2 separate regions of the Rattus norvegicus genome follow, and region 2 is linked to region 1. Evidence: chromatin contacts called from public Hi-C data. All regions are on one chromosome and are shown on one strand. The core of a region is the stretch at or near the end of the contact, and the rest is flanking DNA. Distances in the headings are between cores, read along the strand shown.

Region 1 (5,528 bases), core at 1,025-3,524:
GCCAAGTTGGGACAGGTAAAGTCAGGCGGGAAGCTTCCAGGCCATGTCCTACTCCTGTGGTCTCTGAGGAGCACAGGCTTATTCTGACTTAGGCTAAGGATGGGCCTGAAGTGCACTGAGCCCCGCAGCCTAACCTGGAGCCCCAGGAGGCAATGGCAGCTGCATTTGACTTTGCAGGGGGAGAAGCTTCCACCCCACTCCAGTTCGAGGGCCTGGAGCTGGCCCTGTCTGACCCTGGGGGCCGAGGTGTTGGGGTTCCGAACGGTTCGTTAACAAGCTGGAATGCATAAACACAAAGGCTTCATTGGAGAGCTGCCTCCTCGTCCTGCTGACTGGGTTTTAATTAGCCAGGATAGCATACATGGGCCGGTGTCCCCCACTAAACGCCGACCTTCCCAGGTCTCTGGTGAGAATGGGAGTGAGAGGCCGCAGCCACCCACACCTGGGGCACAGAGCCCATCTCCTAGACCTTAGATGTGCCGGTGGCTTCGACTTACTTCTTAGTTGGGGAGAAGATGCTGAGTGAAATGGAAAATAGGGGTTCCCCATGAGTGATCTTCACTTTCCTTCCCCTCTCTGGGGCCCCAATGTTAGAACTGTGAGATTGACGGCCACACTGCCCACAGTCGGGCGAATTGGCTGTACCCATGGCACCGACACAGTTCCCTGGGACCTCTACTCCTGTTAAGTGATGGCAAGTTTTAGAACACTTGAAGACAGCACCTTACCTTCCCTCAGAGTGGCAAAGGTTGCCCTGGTTTGCACGATGAGGTCACTGAAGGCCTTTGTGTTTGCAATGCATTTAGTGAGGTGTGCAGTCAGGGCCGCTGTCCTGTGCCCACTGTGCGCACCTGAGCTGTATTAATAACGACCTTCCCCGCTTTCACCTGGACAATTCTGAGTCTAAAATACCTTTGGGCCCCAAGGGTGTGCGTTCCAGTGAGGAACCCACAGGGCAACCCATCTTTCCCATGTAACACCTCACCTTACCAAGCTCGAGCACACACCGGACCCTCACGTAAGGCCTCGGGGCCTGCAAAGCCACGGTTAGTGGAAGGAGACCCCTCAGCTGGTAAAGCTGCTCATATTTGCCACTGAAGTGTCAACGACCACCTCACAAGGGCAGTGGTGGGGCCAGGGAAAATTGGCCCAGAGATTCCAAGGCCTATCACTCAGTCATACAGAGGGATGGGGGTGGTAGAAGACAGCAGTGGGATCGTGCCCAGACAACCCATGGAGGGATCCTTTCCTGTACTGCTCCCCAAGAACCTTGATGTTCCCACCTTGTGCCTGCAGCTGAAGAAGATGAAAGAGAAGAAGGGTCTGTACCCTGACAAGAGCATCTACACCCAGCAGATAGGTCCCGGCCTCTGCTTTGGGGCCCTGGCCCTGATGCTTCGCTTCTTCTTTGAGGTACCTGGCCTGTGGGGGAGGGGAACAAGCCTTCTGGGTTTAGCAGGGAGGAGAGCAGGCTGTCTTCACGTGGAGGCCCCAAGTTGTAGATTCTGTGCTGTTGAAGATGGTACTCACCATCCCCAGTGTTCCAGCATCATAGCCTGTGTGGACAAGTCAGGCCCTGCAGACTTTAGGAAGCCTTCACCCAAGATGCATGCGTGTGCAGAAGTAACCAGGAGCTTGTTCCCAGCACCAGGGGACAGGGAACAGAGGAGAGCAGCAAGCCGTTCTGCTGTATTCTCGGGGTGGGACGACTGGCAGAGGCACCAGATGGCTGAGTTTAGGGAAGGGGTAGAGGCCCTGACTGACTCGTTCTCCTCCACAGGAATGGGATTACACCTACGTTCACAGCTTCTACCACTGCGCCCTGGCCATGTCCTTCGTCCTGCTGCTGCCCAAGGTCAACAAGAAGGCTGGGAACGCAGGGGACCCCGCCAAGCTGACCTTCTCCACTCTCTGCTGCACTTGTGTCTGACAGTAGCCCCCCTGCTCCAGGCCCCTGCCTTCCTGTCTGGCAGCCCTGCTGTCTCTCCCGGGATACTTCCTACACTTTCCCAGTGGAATGTCCATGAGGAATGGCCTCCTCTGCACCCCGAGAGACCAGCAGGGCTGCTGCAGTCGGCGAAGTGCTGCTTAGGGACCCACGAATTCTGTGTTCACCAGTTGCTTCACTCTATTCAGGAAAAAAAAGAGAGAGAACTTTATCCCCCAAGGCTGCATAACCATAGGTGTGCCTTGCAGAGCCCTAGGCCAGTCAGTATTGGCCCCAAGTCACAACCCAGCAGTGTACACAACAGCAGCATACGGGTTATCTATTTCCCAGGCCCTGCCTGCCAGGATTGTCTGCCTTTCCTAGGAAACTGGGATTGCCCTTTCTACCCCTGCCCAGGCCCTGAAAGCTCCCAGTTTCGGGAGCTGGACCCAGTGAGCCCAGTTCCAGTCTGGACCCAGGCTTGGTGCCCCTGCCTGAGTCCCATCCCTTCAGCAGTTTTTCGGTCGAGCCACTCACAGTAAACTCTTGATCAGTCACTAGTCGTTAGCTTCACCCGACATACATCCTAGTTCCTGGAACGAGTCTGCGTGCCGAGTGTGACAGCTCTAGTCTTGGAGGAGTGCCTGTGCTCAGAGTAAGCAGCTGGCCTAAGGCCAGGGGCTGGTAGACACAGAGCTGAGTCTGCTGCTGGCCCAGGTACCTGGGCTGCAAACAGGGTATACTGCTGGCTTACTCTACACTGTCCTGAAGCTTCCTCTGAGGCCCTGAAGGAAAAGTGGGTGCAGTCAACACCCCTGAGCCAGGCATTACTGGGACGGTGCTAGGCTGTGGGCAGTCCTGTCTATGACAGCCTGGGGGTCAGGGCATGGCAGGACACGGCAGCCACAGAGCAGCTCTCAGACATCACCTCACAAGTCTAAATCTCCCCAACACCCCCAGCATCCCCTTTCCCAGTGACCCAAGGCCCAGCTGTCAGCAGGAAGTTACCTACACCTGTCTGGGACTTATTGATGTTTCCAGATGGTGTAACCTCCAGAGCAGCTACCCACATGCAGTCCCCACCCAGTAGGCAGCTGGCAATCTTTCACGAGTCACCTCCTGTCCCTCTTCAGGAAGCCAGCTCTGCCGCTTGCCTTGAGTGTTCCTCTCTTCCCAGCTGACCCCCCCAGCCAAGCCTCCTGGATGCCTACCTCCATAGTGACCACCCACAACTCTCTGTATCTCGGGCATCTCTACCCACCCTTTCCAGGCCTCCATCACTCCAGGCCCTGGTGGTAGACAGAGCTTACCCATGAGCCTCATCCCATCCCTGGCCCCAGAGCCTTTTTTAATGATAGAGCATCCCATGTTATCACAGAGCACCTCAGAGTGTTCAAACCTGGCTCCTGGGGACTAGGCCTCCCTTATCAGGTAAGAAAGACAAGGTCACATAGTCTGGGCTCTGGGACTCCTCAGGAAAGGAGCAGAGGGCTGGAGAGACTGCTCAGTGGTTATGGCTACTGCTGCCCTTACAGAGGATCCAGATTCAGTTCCTAGCACCCGTGTGGTGGCTCACAACCATCTGTAACTCCGGTTCTAGAGGATCTGATCAGATCTCTCTTCTGGCCTCCAAGCCAGGCACACATGTGGAACACGTGCGCACTTGGAAACAAACGCCCACACGCAAAACTTAAAAAATGAGTGAGTCTAAAACAGCTAAAATAAAGTAAAACAAACAGACCACAGACAGAACCCCAGAAGGGGGAGCAAAGGGACAGAGTGGAGTCAAGGCTCTGAGATATGGAGGCCTCTTCCTCCTTACTGCTCGGCCCTCGTCTGGCCTCCAGTCAAGCACAGGCACCCGTCACACAGGCCCCACATACCCACAGGCAACACACACACACATACTTTAAACACATATCTCATGGGCCCAAGCACCAACCAGGAAGACACAGGGCATCCTGGAGCTCAGCCTTCCAGAGGACAGACTGCCAAGTCAGAGCTGGGCATCCCAAGTGAGAGGAGACAAGCCAGGTCCGGGGCCCCTCCGGAAGCAGATGTCTGCAGAGTGTCCCCAGTCCATCCCTTCTCTGTCCCACCCCCGATCCCAGCAAGCAACCCTGCCTCCAGCTCTGCAGCCGCTCTTGGCAAACTGGAGGCAGCAAGATGCCCTTGAGTGGGGAGGGGCCACGGGTGGCCGGCCTAAGGGCCACACTCACAGGCTCTCCCTGGTGGTGCTGCTGGTTTATGAGAGCCTTCTGGGCACCCGGCCAAGTCCGTAAGTCACAGAAGATTAGGAGGTACACTCCGGCTCTTAGTCTAGCCACCGCAGCATGTGCCTGGCTCTAGGGCTCCAGATGTAGCCTTAGCCTCCCCTCGGCTGCTGTTCAGGGGCCCTGGGCACAGTCCTGAGTCCAGTTTGCAGATGAGGACACTGAGGACCAGGAATGCTAGTGACACAAGACAGACGATGAAGACCTAGCAATGGCTTCCTCCAAGGTCTACACCAACTTCTTAGGATGCCAGCCACGGTCAGGAAGGGAAGGCTGGAAGAGATGAGCCACCATGCTCTCCAGTGGCCACCGAGACTTTAAATTTAGCAAGAAGCCAATGACTCTGAACCCTGGTGCTGTCCATCCCAGGGTCTCCATGTCCTTGGAATTTGGGAGTCATGGCACATGGAGCCAAAGAGGGCTTCCAAGGTCACTCATCCACTTAGGACTCTGAACAGAACTTCCTCTCCTGTCTTGCATGATAGAGAGATCCAAAAACATACACCCGGACATCCCTATCTCTAGAGTGCTTAGAACAGCTACTCTGGGTGAGCCTAGGAGTTGAAAAGCCACACTGCCTGAGGGAACCTACTGTAAGAATAGAGGGAGCCCTCCTGGCACAGCTGACCGTATGCACAGTGATTACCGGTAAGCTGAGTCAGAGCTCTGAGTAGCAACTTCAAGTTAAAATACCCATGAACAGGACCGTAGGTGCCAGGGTACGTCTGAACTCCAGGTACTTAGAACACACACACACACACACACACACACACACACACGCACCCACGCACACACGCACGCACACAGGCACACAGGCACGCACACAGGCACACAGGCACACACTCAAGACAAGGGGCAGAAGCAGGGAGTCTGGGACTCCCAGATCTGGTTGGGGCTTCCCTGACAGGATATGGTGGGGCCCTCCTCCCAGTCTGTCTGTCACTTCTAAATCTGGGAAGATATGTGAGTACGGAACCGTCATAGCTGTCCTGGGCCTGGGCACGACCACACTCATCTCAGTGTCCAGGGAAAACACACCTTGGCCTCGGTCCCTCCGTTAAGTGTGCACACATACCCTCCTGGTACACCCTCTTGGGGCCCCACTCCGCAGAAGAGTGTGCCCTACCTTGGACAGCACAGCAAATGGAGAGGGATAGTATAAACATTTACAGCGAGATAGACACAACATCCATTGTACAGCAGCCTGGCTTCCCCCAGCAGGGGAGAGAGAGCCTGGGCGCCCGCCAGGACCTGCACGCAGAGGTGTTTTTGTCTGAGGCAGTCTGCGTGCTGCCTGCCGCCTGCCTCTGTCAGTCGGCTACTGACAT
Region 2 (5,528 bases), core at 1,969-4,468, 170 kb before region 1:
CGTCCATCTTCTTATCCACCCATCTTTCCTTTCCTTCTTCTTCATTTCCTTCCCTCCATTCACCCATCCGTGACCCATCCCTCCTCCCCACTCACCTTTTCCTTCCTCTATTCCACCATCATTCAACCACTTGCTAATTCTTCTTTCCAATGGGCATCTAATCCTGTCTCCAGCCAACACTGACTGGAAGGGCTTCATGTTCCAGGCCCTGTTCCAGGTGGTAGAGATAAAACAGAGAGAGACCCATCTTCATCCTGAAGAGAAAAGGGGATCCCACAGACAAGCAAAGAAGCTCAAAGGGGGGGGGGGTTGGGGATTTAGCTCAGTGGTAGAGCGCTTGCCTAGCAAGTGCAAGGCCCTGGGTTCGGTCCCCAGCTCCGGAAAGAAAAAAAAAAAGCTCAAAGGGTTCCCTCCCAGGGTTCTAGGGTTCAGAGACCTGGTGCAGGGCAGATCCTGTCCTAAAAGACCATACAAAGACACTCAATTGACTTCCCTTAGGCCAATCAAATGTGTCCGGGCATGGGCTGTATGACATCCCCAGCCAAGATTGGAGGACAAGTTGATCTTTTGATAACTCCCTGGAGAAGGAGAAGTCCACACCTCTGGAAATTTGAGGGTGATGGAGAAGATCATAGAGCAGGGCATTTAGTTTTGATTTTCGTAGTGTGAGAGGCCACATTGCTCTTGTTCAGAGCTCAGCGATGAGTCTTGGACGCCTGCACACCCCAGCCTTGTCCCTTAGGCCTGCCTCTCCCACCTTGCATGAGTTTGGCTTCCCTCCAGCCTCCAAGATGTCGACCCTGCGCATTTCGTAGTGTGAATGTAGGAAATGGCACAGCAGAAACCTGGATCTGGTAGGTTCCTGCCATTGTTCCCAGAGTAACTCCCCCTGAACACACAGTAGGTCCTTATTCACAGAGACACCTACCTTGGACTGTATTTGGTGTGCAAGGAAAAGTGTCCATGCTGACCCCTTACCGAAGTTCAGAGCTATGGGGACCGCCCACTCCTCAGGTGGCCACCAGGGGTCACTCTCTGACCATGAAGGGGCTCCAGGAGAGTCTGCGGTGTAAGTGGGGAAGCAGTGGATGTGTCTTGGGTTCCACAGGATGTCCACCGAGGGGCACCACACCTCACTCCTAGCTAGCTTCTTCAAATGCTCCCCTGCAGCTGGCTATCTCCCTCCCTTGAATCTCAAAGTCAGAGCCATGCCACAAGGTCCCCGAGTGCCTGTAGATATGTACATGGACGGGGGCCACCATTCCCAGTGCTTCAACATTGCAGGTTACAGTCTGGTGTGATGAGAGAGTTCTCAGGCCCCATCCCCCCATAGAGAAGGCTCTATGAGGTTAGCCCCACCTAGTGCTGGGGCTAGCTAGGCAGGAGGCAGAGCCAAGCCTCGGTCTTGCTTCCACTGCTGTGGTCCCACTCTGTGCTGAGGAGAGTCCTAAGGCTAGGACGTGCTCTGGGGTTTGTATCGTGTGTCCTCTTGCCCGTTTCAGCTGAGGAAGCTCCCCGGATGCGGCAGTCATGGTCTGCAGGAGACTGTCTTCCCATAGCATCAGGTGCTGGGTATAGGCAAGGGCTCAATCAAGGCTTGGGCGCCCATCTTCTATGGTAGCTAAGAGATCTCCCAGCTTTGAGAAGCTGCCCTGGTCCCAGCCAGCTCTGCCCTGACCTCCTTGTGGCCAAGGGACGGCCTGTTCAGGGTATGGTTCTCTCCGTCTTACATTTTTATCCTCCTTCTACCTGCTTCTGCAGGAGATGCTTACCCTGTGCAGATGCCAAGCACAGGCCTGAGAGGGACTGGGGATTAGAAGTCACATCTTCTCATTCAACCTACTGAGTGCAGTCACAGATCTAAGCCCGGGGCTCCCTTTCCTTTATTAACATTTTCATCACATTTTAAAATTTATTTACTTATTTTTATTTGTGTGTGTGTGTGTGTTTGTATGTTTTTGTGTGTGTGAGTGTGTGTGTGTCTGTGTGTGTGTGTCTGTGTGTGAGTGTGTGTGTATGTGTTTGAGTGTGTATGGTATGTATGAGTGTGTGTATGTGTATGAGTGTGTGTGTGCGTGCGAGCGTGCATGCGCACATGTGCATGTGCACGTGCACATGTGTGTGTTGAGCCTAGCCCTTGCTGGGGCCTGGGAGAGGCAGTTCCGAGGGCCAGGGTACCATCCTGCTGGGCTGGAGGCATGGGCTTCCCTGGCCGCCAGGGGTCTCCACAATCCTGTGCTATTTTGCTCTGGGATTCCTTTCTCTTTGGAGTGTTGCTGCTGCGGGTGATGGTCCTGGCAGGGCTGACTGTTATTATCTAGTTACTGAAAATATGACTGTGCTTCTGAAATCAGTCCTTAACTCGGACACTTTGATTACTCCTCACAAACGAACAGGGCCTCTTTGAGGAGCTCCTGTCTGTCTCTGCCTGTCTCCTTCCCTACTCATCTCCAGTGCAGGAGAAGGTCCACAGGTCCACCCAGAGCTGGGCCTGCCCCAGGGCATGGGGGCCAGTGCAACAGGGCTGCTTGAAGCCTGTGGCCTCTCTGCTTTGCCTTCCAGAACATGCCCAATGTCCGGGATCATGATGCTTCTGTCTACCTCCGCCTGCAGGGGGATGCCTTGTCTGTGGGTGGCTATGAGGCCAACCCCATCTTTTGGGATGAGGTAAGACCACCCCCAAGAGTCCCACGGTGGAAAGACAGAGCTGCCTTGGCCCCACCCAACTTGAGAGCTTCTGAGAGCTGGCGCTCAGGTATACCAGAAGCCAGGTTGGAATTGCTGCCCACCTCAGCATGAGGCAAAGCTGGGACTCTAGAAGAACTTAGAAACCACCCAGCCCTTGCTGCCCCTCTTGCCCCTCTCCAAGGCCACAGTGGAGCCTCAGGGCTGGAGGACAATTTAGGGGACAACATGGCTGTCCTATCCAGATGTCCACAAACAGAATGACTAGAGGGCGATTCTAGGCGGGGCGGGGGGGACTAGCCGCCCAGAGGTAGGGAGTCAAACAAAAGTTCACAGGGTTGAGTAGTGCAATGTGGTGGAGACTGCACCCCAAGTGTAGTTAGTAGGCTGTGGATTGTCAGAGAGGTCAGGTTAAAGGCACAGGTTGGCTAGATGGCCAGTTGCCAAGGTTGTGGTGGTCTAGGAGCAGCTCCAGCTTGTCCCGAGATAAGTCACCCTCACCTACCTTGGCAAGGTCTCTCTGTGTAACTCTAACTATCCCGGCACTCACTATATTGACCAGGCTGACCTTGAACTCCCGGTACCTCCTGAGTGCTTGGATTAAAGGTGTGTGGTACCATGACTGGCTGTGCTTGCTTTCTAAAAATCAGAAAGGTTGTCAGAAGGCCGAGGACAGGGGAGTGGTTAGGAAGGCGGGAACATGGAGGGTTTTGAGCAGTTGTGGTAGGTAACTGGGAGCCATTAGATGCTCCAGAGAAGGGTGGGTCACTGTATGGTTTGAGAGAATGGGTTAGAGGCAGGAAGCTGGAGCCCAGTTGGAAACTACAGAAACAGTCCAGGAAAACTAGGTGGGGTGAAACCAGGAAGGAGGGGGAGTGGGTGGATTGAGAGCCCACAGGTAAATCCCATCCTCTGTCTCGTCTGACCTGGTTCCTTACCTGACTAGGGGCTGGAGCTGTGCCGTAGGTGGGCCTGGACTGGATCAGTGCTTTTCTCCGGGCTGATTGACAGATTCTCTGTGCTTCCTTTGTAGGTGTCAGACAAATTTGCCTTTGGCCTCTTTGACCTGGACTGGGATGTGTTCACTCAGCACATTGAAGGTGCCATTAACCGTGTCCCCGTGTTGGAGAAAACGGGGATCAAGTCCACTGTCTGTGGCCCTGGTGAGTGGGGAAGCTGAGCCCAGAGCAGAGGCGTCCTTCAGTCAGTCTGGATGCCAGCACCTTCCTGAGAGGGACCTGTCTCATGTTACATGGGCTTAGCTAGGTGGCTCTTAATTTTCCTCTCTAGAAGAAAACCTGACAAGCAAGGACAGCAATATATCCGTGGCATGAAGCCCATGACTCTCTGACCTCCACAATGAGACTCTAGACCCCATTCGTCCCCCGAACATGGGGTTCTTGTCTGTAAAATGGGAACGTAGGATCCTGTCCTAGCACCATGTGAGGCAGAGAAAAGACAGGAAGACTAACTCTGTCTCTAGTGCAGTGATCACCGGGTGGAACCCCGAGCTCTGCACCCCACCCCAGTCCTCACTTCCCCAACCAGGGTCCCAACCACTGTTCTTGGGTAGCCAGAACTCTGTAGGGTTAGAGTTGGGCTGGGCGTGGAGAGATTTCTGGCCAGGAGTTCCCAAGCCCCTGTCTCCTCTCTGGTCTCCAGGAGGCTGAGAAGAAGGATGAGTTTAGCTCCCAGACCCTTTCTCTTTAGGTTATCAACAGAGTAGCTGCTGTTCATAGGGCACCCCAGGCTCCACCCCAGAGAGAAGATCCTAGAAAGGAGGTAATCTGGAAAGTTGTCCATGCTCACCCTGTAGTCTGATGCATACAGTGTGAGACTCAGGCAGCCAACCCTGGGATAAGTGTGGTGCGGCCCTGCAGCCCTGCACACCTAAGGGTGTGAACTCTTTCTTACCAGAGTCAATTCTTTTCTTGGGAAAGGGTTCTCAGCCTGGCAGAGGAGTCTTCCCCACTCTCTCACGGGCATGCCTCGAAGCTAACCTAATTCCACTCAGTTGAGCGGCTAGCCTCCTGGGTAATTCTAGATCAGTGTCAGCCATCACAGAGCCAGTCAGCACTGGGCTGAGGTGGAACTTACACGTGGCTGGGTAGAAGTAGTCTCAGCAGAATCTCAGCAGTGTGTTTCCTCCTTACCATAGGGCGGACTTGAAAGTCAAACTCAGAGAGATACAGGATAGCCCAAAAGGAAACTGTCTTCAGCTTGATAGGCTGAGCTATCCAGGTGTGGGAACCTGGGAGGTAGGGACAGAACACTGCTCAACAGAGGTAGCATAGGGCTAAGAAGTCACAGGCTGGAGCCAAGCTGGTAGCAAAGGCTTATGGATGAAAGGGGAACCTGGAGGCCAAGGGACTTCCATGGGGGCAAAGTGGCCAGGCCATCTCAGGAGAAATGAAGGGTCCCAGATGGAGGGTGCTGTGGCCTTCTGGGGAGTCCAGCCCTCACTGTCTGGGAGTCCTTGGTGACTACAGAGCAGCCAGCTCAGTTTGTAGCACCGGGTGCAGCCCTGGGAAGGCCAGATGGAGCCGGCAGCTAGCCCCCATGAGCAGGCTGAGAGCACGCCTTATCTGGGATGTGGGCGAGGGCTGTGACTGGCTGTGACTCATGTCCCTGCTCAGCCAGAGTGGGACCGATGGTGAGAAACACAGGAAGAATCCCAGGGGGCATGAATGTCCCCAGCGGCTCTCTTTGTCTAATTAGCCTGGAAACTGTCACTCCCCCATGGGGCCCTATTTTGGGGAAGTATGCTTGCAAAGACAACTTGGGTCTGGTCTCTTAGAAGTGGGGTAGGTTTAGGGATGGGGGTGGGATTGCTTTTCTCCTTG

What was found. Hi-C and Micro-C count contacts between places; a contact is called where the count stands out from the background.
Region 2: a Hi-C map of liver shows a contact between it and region 1, with 2.8 times the contacts expected there. The contact joins two enhancer-like sites. A contact is called at or near these places in 2 of 12 Hi-C or Micro-C datasets (kidney and liver).

The regions. Positions count from the first base shown.
Region 1 is chr3:30,783,402-30,788,929 of GRCr8, reverse strand. Mymk (myomaker, myoblast fusion factor) reads left to right here. Exons shown (of 5, transcript NM_001399315.1): 4 at 1,297-1,413; 5 at 1,781-2,487. The coding sequence ends at 1,930. Among named protein-coding and RNA genes, the nearest start is that of Mymk, 9.2 kb to the left of the region's middle. Within about 2 kb of position 2,274, at least 3 of the 93 cell types and tissues checked have an H3K27ac peak or open chromatin away from gene starts, as enhancers often do. A contact at or near this core is called in liver, where this site is marked.
Region 2 is chr3:30,956,186-30,961,713 of GRCr8, reverse strand. Sardh (sarcosine dehydrogenase) reads left to right here. Exons shown (of 21, transcript NM_053664.3): 7 at 2,563-2,667; 8 at 3,719-3,848. Among named protein-coding and RNA genes, the nearest start is that of Sardh, 13 kb to the left of the region's middle. Within about 2 kb of position 3,218, at least 2 of the 93 cell types and tissues checked have an H3K27ac peak or open chromatin away from gene starts, as enhancers often do. A contact at or near this core is called in liver, where this site is marked.